Linked DNA regions of Cricetulus griseus: region 1 is linked to region 2. The links are chromatin contacts, called in public Hi-C maps. All regions are on one chromosome and are shown on one strand. Each heading gives the region's core, a stretch centred on a gene start, on an enhancer-like site or on the middle of the called end of the contact. The rest is flanking DNA. Distances are from core to core; before and after follow the strand shown.

Region 1 (4,446 bases), core at 17-2,516, 45 kb after region 2:
CATCCATGGTCTGAAGTGCCAAGCAACGGTGCAGCAGGGTGACCAGCATTCTAAAAACAAAGCCAAGCTACTGCTTTAAAAATTGAGAACACACAGACACAGAGCCTGGCTCTGACAACATCCAAAAGATTCATTATAGACAATCTATTCAAGAGACGCTACGACCGCCCCAGGAAATATAAACAGTGTCCAAAGACAGCCGAGGGGGAGAGGAAATAACTGACCGGAATGAGGAGAATCATGTGAAGTCAGTCCAACAAGGCCTAAGACAGTGTTTCCACTGGGAGCCGCGGTTAAACGTGCCCTGGCACATGGGCACAGACCTCCCCTCCAGCTCAGGCCTGGGGCTGCTTCCTTTCCTTACCCTCTTGTTTGTGCACAGCCACGCCCGCGCAGGACCACGAGACCACAGGCCTCGGCAGATCCCTCCAGCTGATTTCCAGTTGCTCAAAGTTTTACAGGAACCACGGCTCCCTTTGCGAAAGTTATGAATGATTTAAGTCAAGTTTACAAGACATTCACGGCCAGGATAAACGAGTGTCAGTAGACACAAGCAATGGCGTCTTAAAATGAGGTTTAATTGGCAGGCCCTTACTAAAACGAAAACCGGCTTCTCTAACGCACGGGCTAAGCGTCCGGCGCTCCATTTAAAAAAGAAATAAATCACGCAAGGCTCAAGTTTGAACTCCGACCTTCCTGTCTGAGTCACCGCCGCAGGGCCCCTCGTGGACTGTCACCCGAGTTCTCTCCACGATCCTCTCCTTCCCCGCCGCCACCCCCCTGTGCGGATTGAGCACCGAGGCTGCCAGCCCACGCGCGTCCGGAGACCGGCGCGGGGAGAGGAGGGGCGCGCGTGGCGGCCCCGACCCGCTCCTCCCGCTCGGCCGCGAGCTGGGCGGTGACTCCCGGGCCTCCCGCCTGGCGAGTCGAGGCCGGGCTGGGCGGCAGCAGAGACCCAGCTCGGGAGTCGCTCGCGTCCCCGGTCTCTCGCGTCTGTGGGCCGCGGCGGGCCTCTCTCCCACCCCCCTCCCGCGGCCCAGGGCGCACGCAGCCCGCGCTTGCTCCCTCCGTTCCCTCGCTCCAGCCCGCGGCTGGCTCGCGGACCCGCAGGCGGCCCCGAAGTGGAGGCGCCTCGACCCGTTCTGTTTAGGTCCCCGCGGCCCGGTTCCCGCGACCGCTTGGCACTCACCCGGCGCCACCGCCGCCGCAGCCAGGGAGTCGGTCTCTCTGCGCTCCGGGACCGCCCCACCTCTCCTCCCAACTCGGCTCGGGCTCCTCCCCGCGCGCGTGGGCGGGGCGCGCGGCCCGGTGGGCGGGGCAGCCGCCGCCTCCCCCTCTGCTGCTGCTCACCGGCCCGGGACGCCCTCGCCGCCGCGCTCTGCTGCGGCCGTCTGGTGTGTTCACGCGCGTGTCCGCGGCAAGGTTGGTGCAGCTCGCTGCGGTGCAGCGGACCCGCCACCGTGCGCCGCCGCCGCCGCCGCCACGCACTGCCTAAGCGCTCTGCAGTCTCCGGGCTGCGAAGATGAGCTCTGCCAAACCCCTACACAAAAGTGAGGCTCTGGTCCAGAAGTCTGAGGAAATGGACACCATCATATTTAAAGGGCTCTGAGGCCACCGGGATGTTGTTTCTTAGAAATGGAAGTAAAGCCGGATTGCTAAATGTTAAGTACATCACCTACCATGCCTTCTCCCTTGATCCCCGTGAAATTTGTGCTTCCTAATGCCCCCCAACTTGGCGGAGTTGTGCGTAATAAATTAATTGGATCAGGTTGGTCTTTTTCTTTTTTTCTTTTGTATTATGGATTTAAGAGTTTGGTAGATTGAAGGGTGAGTTTTGCTTCCACAACAGCCATTCAAAGAAAACACCTGTTGCGTGTCAAGCATTATGCTAAACGTTATAGGAGATACCAACCCAAGGGAGGCTTGCTTTCAAAAAGCCAGAGTTTAGTAGAGATGATTGTGGAGAATTGGCAATACTCAGCAGTCTGCTAGAGCACTCCTAGGTATCTGCTTTCTCGTTTAGCAGGATCTAGATAGAAGGCCAAAGTAGGTCACTAAGAACCAACATTGGCAGAGTCCCTTTTAAAAATGACGTTAGCACTGGGTGAGAGCAGGGAGCACTGATTGGACTCAGTGCATTACAGGGGGGCAAGGAGGGAGGAAAGAAGGAAGGAAGGAAGGAAGGATAAAAGGAAGGGAGGGAAGGAGGGAGGGAGGGACGGAGATGGGAAGGAAACATTTTAAGCGTTGTGGTGGGAGAGTGGCAAAGGAAGTTAGGTGTGATCAAGATACATGTATGAATTGTCAAGGAATAAATAAAAGCTATTCTTTAAAATGAGAGATCAAACAAAAACACGCAAGTATTTGTAATAATCAAAGGATAAATAAATACAAGTATTGGGTGAGTCTTTCACTGTGGAGTTTCACCTGCAGAAGAGAAATGAGTTGTTGGGATGCTGGGATCTAGGCACTGAATCCCACTGTTAGCATTAAATTCACTCCTGTTTGGCAAGGGTGGTTTCAGCAGGCTCCAGAGAATGTTCTTGTTGAGATGTTAATCACAACCTGCCCTCTATTTCCCTTTGGATAGGGTTTAGGAAACACTAGGCTGATTCAGGTAGTGACAGTTCAACATTCTAAACAGAATGGCCTAACAAAAGAAGTGATTATTTTCGTTATACCAATGATTCCTGTTTCTTGATCATTCTATGGCCCAGTTAAGTGCTTGCATGTACTTTTAATTTTCCTATCATTAGTCTGTGATAAAAACAACCAAAGTGGCTTATTGAAGAATTCCTGGTTTAGTGCTCTTCAAATTGTCACCACAGAGCAGTCTATAAATAGCAATCCTCATTAGGAGAGAACAGAAATCCAAGATCATGTCCAAACTTGCAGAAATTGTCTATTGAAATCAAGTCATTTGAAGTGTTTTGAAGTGTGACCTTTTATTTTGCCCTCTCTCTCTCTCTCTCTCTCTCTCTCCAAAAAATGAGCCTGCAACAAATTAAGAATAAAATAGTTAACATTTACATCTGTGGGGTCTGCATCCTCAGAGTCAACAACAGCTGAAAAATATTTGAAAACAAAATTGAGTCTGTACTGAACAAGTATAGTTTTCTCCTCTTTATATCATTTATAATACAGTATAACAAATTAATATGTACATTATATAGGGCTAGATAATAGTCTATGAATAATTAAAATATCATATGTAAGATGTAGGTAAGTTATATGTGAATACAATGTCATCTTATCTGAGAGTTTTCTATCTTTAGGTTTTAGTATATGAGTGGAGGATGGTCCTGGAGCCAATCCCCTGTGGGCACTGAGAGACAACTGTTCTGCAGAGAGCTCTGATCATATTAGCCAAAAGGCAAGGACAGTAAGAGCTAACATTTAACTAGTGTTTCCTGTGTGGCAGATGTTGCTTTAAGAGCCTTACATATATTAAATCTTTTCATTCTCCTAGCAACCCTAGTAGGCAGGCACAGCAAAGTTAATCCACTCAGTCTGAAAGTGGAAGAGTTGGGTTTTAGATGCAGGGTATTTGTAGTTTGTGCTTTTACCCATGATTCTGGACTTTTTCCCTGAACTTTAATGATTCACATTCCATCTCCTATGAGTGTGTGTGAGACATATATCATAAAATTTATGTATATGATATATATATTGTGACATTGTATAATATTATATAATACATATAGGCTCACTTGTTTCATATAAATGAGTATATGTCATTTTAGTTAGTTATTCCACTCATGGAATCATAGTTTGACCATTATCCATTTTTTGCCTGTTCATATTAAAGGATATTCAAAACTTCAGCAATTTCTGTTAGCATGTGGTCATATCTCTTGTTACTTTCTCCAGTTTTAAGAACACTGATTCCAAGTGTACTTTTTGTCTGCCAGCATCTCCATCTTATGGTCAAACTTCCACCTTCAGTGTCAGGATGTCCTTTGCCTGGGCACAGAACAGCTGGAAGTGCCTGGAATTAACATGCTTTCTACACCTTATCTTTAACCAGTGACAGGAGTGTGGAAGTAAAAATACTGTGCTTTGATCCTAACTGTGGGCAAGGCTTCCTCAATGCTGTCGGTGGCACTCCCTGCAGGAGTGGTATCAGAGTCTCCCCTTTTCTCCAGCATTTTGCTTAGTGCTCCTTCCCTTGTCCTTGTCCTTCCCTGTTCTACTACTTACTCTCCTGTCAAATTTTCTTGGGTACAGGTCACAATCAGACCCTGCAGTATTATTGATGTGACTCAATACAGGGAAAAAAAAAATGCTCAAAATTATTTAGGAATTTCAAAATGTCATGGCTGAGCATTAAGTCAAGCATAGGTTTCTGTGTTGGACACAGGTATGTGACTGTCCTTTGCACATTAGTGAAGCTGGCCTACATTCATCCTTTTCACTTGTGTCTTTCTTCATCTCAGGCTCTGATTC
Region 2 (4,514 bases), core at 826-3,325:
CTTGCTTTACTGATGATGGCAAGCCCCAAGAGAAATACAATACACGCTACAGCAAGAGCAAAAAGAAATGGATTAAAGTCTTCACAAGAGATTTGGAAGGTTAAAAATACAATTGCAAAATGAAGTCCATATAAAAATTAAAGATATTTTATATATTTGATGTTATAGAAGACATTATGAAATAATTACATAAACAGAAAAAATGGTCCCCCAGCAGAGCTGGTTAACCTCTTACCCCACAGTTACTTTGTAACAATAACAGCTCAAATCTTTCCTACAAATTACTCATCTGAGTCTGTGTGTTTGCAGCTTCTACTTCCTCACCTTAGGTCTGTTTCATTGTGCCCTTGGACCCTGCAGCTGTTCAATTCTTCCCCTGCTCTATTTTCAAGATTAAGTCATCAAGACCCAGTACCTCTCAGCTCAGAACAGTCACAATGTGAGTTCATAACAGCCAGTGGCTGCACACAGAACAGAACACATGGAGAAAGAGGTGCCTGGCTTTCAGTGAAACCAAGCTACAAAGCAAATAAACTGAAATGAAGAGTGAGTGTGTGTGTGTGTGTGTGTGTGTGTGTGTGTGTGTGTGTGTGTGTGTGTATGTGTGTATGTGTGTGTGTGTATGTGTGTGTGTATGTGTGTATGTGTGTGTGTATGTGTGTATGTGTGTATACATACATATACACACACACACATATCAATGTATGATGTATGTATGCACATGAATGCATATGGGTATGAGGCACGCCCATGTATACATGTGTTGAGATTAGCGGTTGATGTGAGATGCCTCCTCTATTGCTCTCCATCCTATTTTAGTAATTCATTTCGACATTTGAGTGTTCTGACCACATCTATATGTACCACACATTCTCTTCAGGAGCAGCAAATGCTCTTTAACCTCTGTGCCACCGCTCCAGCACCTTCACCATACTTTATTGAGATGAGGTCTCTCACTAAAGCTTAAGCTTACACTTTCAGCTAGACTGTCTGGCCAGTGAGCCCTTGGGATCTGCTTGTCTTTGCCCATAAAACTAGGGTAACAGATGGTGTGCTGTTGAACTATGTTTCTATGTGGTGCTGGCAACCTGAATTCCGGTCCTCAAGCTTGGGCAGCCAAGACTTTTTTATCCATTGAGACATTTCCTCAGTTGCCAAAGTGGAGAGAGCAGTCACTATTTCCTTCTCAAGAAAACCTATCACTGCCTCATTTTAATAGAAGTCAGTTGCAGCAAGGATTACACAGCACCAATCAGGGGCCTGCAGGACCTGACCTTGCTCCTTTTACCTCACCTAATCCTCAAGGTAACTTTCTGTGGGAAGTATGTAGCATGGCAACTGTTACATACTGTAACATGTACATACATGTAACTGAAGCACAGCAAGAGTACCTGACTTACCCAGGCTTTAAGAGGGTGGCAGGGTCTGCCTCCAGAGCCCACACTGGTAGCAATGCTGCTCTCAATTAAACCTGAACATCTCAACATTGCATTTTAATAACAACCACCAACTATGAAAACCAGCTCTCATGATAACACGGTTAGACAACAACAGTCATGGCAGATGGGAGAGTTACTTCATGCTTGAAAATTAAAAACAATTTGACATGGGAACATGAAAACCACAAGCAGGCCTGGAGTCAAGTATAGTGCAATGAGTCTGGCATCTGTTTGGATGAGGAGGAGGGAAGGGGGGATGGGAAGGAGGGGGAAGAAGGGAGAGAAGGGAGGGAGGATCATATGAGATCTACAGAACCCCTTGTCTCTGTTATCTGTCTTAAGGCCCATCACTTCCGTCATTCTCCAAAAAGTCACAACTATGTATCTATGTATCTGTTTTAGCAGCAGTAGGGAGTTAAGGCAGAAAGAAGAGAAAACAGAAAGTTCCAAATAGAAAACAAAGCAAAACAAAAAAACAAAACAAAATCCCACATCCTTTTATTAATGCAAGGGCAGAAATCACATTCAGTGAAGAAACTTAGACCCACAGGATAAATTGGCCAGCTCATCCATGACACTGCAGAACCTGCAGGCTAAGGCTGCACCGGCGTCACACATTGGGCTCCAAACCTGCAAGAAGACTCACCCAACCTCCCCCTTATCTCATTCCTACCATTCCTCATGGGTATGCTGTACTTTAGTCACCCAGACTTCCCTGCCAACCAACCCAGCGCTAACTGTGGCTGCCATGGCAGCAGCATTTGTTCAATTCAGCCAACAAATGCCCAGGAAACAACTGATAACAGTAAGAGCTGGTCTTTAGGGAGCCAGGTACCAATGCCCCACAAGCTTTAATACTGTTTGTAATTCTTTTGAGTCACCCTTTATTGCCCCAGTTAGCAGGTAAGTAAACAAGCATAACTAAGTCAGTAGCCTAAGGTCACAAGGCTTGTTGGTAACTGCACAAGATGGTGAAGCCGGACAATCTGCTTCCAGAGCCTTCATTCTAACAACCTTACTGTATCTCTCCCCACATGGTTCCACTGTCTTCTTCTCACTACCCTAACACCTACTGTCACAGGGAGCTCTTGGGTTTTAGTTGGTGATGGGGTGGTCTCCCTACAGAACCCTGGAAGGGTGAGAACCACCTTTATACCACATTTGTATGTCTCTAAGACCTCAAAAGATATTCAGTATATAGTAGGTGCTCAATAAAGACATATGGAAAAGCAGCACTGCAAGGATGGGGCACATTAACAAAGCAAGCTTTCCCTTTATCTTTTAAATCCAGCCAAGGCAGCAATACCTCCTAGGCCTATTCCAGTACATGAGGGAACATAAGCAACTAGAGTTTCACTGACTTAACCATATCTCTAAGGGGTTCCTCTGTTTGATTCTACTTTGCACATGGATCATGAGTGCATGTGTGTGTCTGCAGGCCAAAGAGCAGCTTGGGTGTCATTCCTCAGGCACTGTCCACCTGTTTGTGAGACAGAGTCTCTCTCTGACCTAGAATTCTACATGAAGGCCAGGTGGGCCAGCCAGCAGGGCCTTGCTGTTACCCTCTGTGCAGCACTTGGATTACTGTGTGCTGCTAGAGCCAGCTCTTGAACATGGGTGCCTTTGGTTGACCTCAGTTCTCATACTTGCAAAGCAAGTAGTTTACCAATTGAGCTACTTCCCTGGCCCAACATTTGGGCCTTCTGCCTATGTAGCATACAATGGTTTTGGCTGGAGAAGAGAGACTATGATGAAGTTTCCTTGCTTGCCAGGAAATGGCCCAGAGTTTTACAGCATCTTTCTATACTTCTGGATGGCCACAAAAAGGAACTTTGTACAAGGACATGGTCCTCTTCAGGATCAGAGACATGGTAAAGACCTATAGGGAGAAGGAGCTTTTACTAGCTTATCCCAAAGACTGCACCAGGAATGTGGCCCAATGCAACACTCACAGACAAATGCAGTTAGCTCTAATGCCCACCTGAAGTACTACCTTTTCAAGAATATGAGCATCAGAGGCATCCAACACTCATGACCAAATTATGCATCTGTATTTTGATTTTTGCTATCTCAACTCTTTACTGGGAGGTTTACAAAGCAAATAATGTGCTGGGCCTAGTTGTAGGCACTAGGGATGCAGCATGAACAAGGTAAGTGGTGTCTATCAAGTAAATGGCATTGCTGATGTAAGACCTGTACAGGGTAATAATGCGCAGACAACGTAAAAAGTCAGTTTCAAGCAAACACTTTGGCAAGAGCAGAGGCTGTCATGCTTACGGAAGAGTTCAGCTGCTTCTCTTTTGCAGCTATATGGAGCAACAGTGGGTGAAAGGCAACCAATTCTAAAGCCATTTGGTTACTCAGGTGAGGAATGATGGTGCCCTGGCCTAGAATGGTGACAGGAGGGGCAGAAGTGGATGCACTCTGCAGGTAAGATGACTAAGACTAGCCAATGATGTAGACAGGGGTGGGTGGGTGAGAACATGTCCTCAGGGTGGTGAACCAGCCCACTCTGTTCCACCTTAAGATGGGCTCCTTGCTGCCAGGCCTGGCTTAAGCCATCCATTGAGAGTAACTCTTCTGGAGAGACACCATCCTTAATATGCAGACCGAAAGTCTGTTCTTTGTAACAGTTTCTTTATCTTATGTTACATATGAGTGTTTTACCCACATGTATGCATGTGCACCACATGCATGCCTGGTGCCTGCAGAGGTGAGAAAGGGGGTCCTGGAGTTGAAGTTATAAATGGTTGTGATCCACCATGTGGGTGCCAGGAACAAAACCTAGGTCCTCTGACTCATGGGTGTAGGGCCATCCACTGAAGCGTGGCTGGCCTATCAGGGGTTGACACACCATTAACAAAACCTGGCTCTTCCTCCTGCAGAAGCTAGCCACTGTCAGTATCTCCTCAGTTAGGGGTGGGGCTTGTGAGCCCTTCTCCACTAATGGAGCTTTTATTAACACACCACCAAAATAATGAACAGTTCCAAACATCTGTTACCTAAGCTTTTCTGGGGGGGGGGTTTAAGCGCATATGTATGCCTGTGTTTATATATGTGCACCACTTGCACACA

The links. A called contact is a pair of places that touch in the nucleus more often than the background predicts.
Region 1: a Hi-C map of the CHO-K1 cell line shows a contact between it and region 2, with 2.8 times the contacts expected there. The contact joins the promoter of Gng12 here to the enhancer-like site in region 2. A contact is called at or near these places in 3 of 8 Hi-C or Micro-C datasets (the CHK-Q cell line, the CHO-K1 cell line and fibroblasts).

What each region holds. Positions count from the first base shown.
Region 1 is chr8:76,310,000-76,314,445 of CriGri-PICRH-1.0, forward strand. It overlaps Gng12 (guanine nucleotide-binding protein G(I)/G(S)/G(O) subunit gamma-12), which reads right to left and starts at 1,267. Exons shown (of 4, transcript XM_027430228.2): 1 at 1,190-1,267.
Region 2 is chr8:76,264,161-76,268,674 of CriGri-PICRH-1.0, forward strand. All of the region lies in intron 1 of Gng12 (guanine nucleotide-binding protein G(I)/G(S)/G(O) subunit gamma-12), which reads right to left. Among named protein-coding and RNA genes, the nearest start is that of Gng12, 45 kb to the right of the region's middle. Within about 2 kb of position 2,076, at least 3 of the 6 cell types and tissues checked have open chromatin away from gene starts, as enhancers often do. A contact at or near this core is called in the CHO-K1 cell line and fibroblasts, where this site is marked.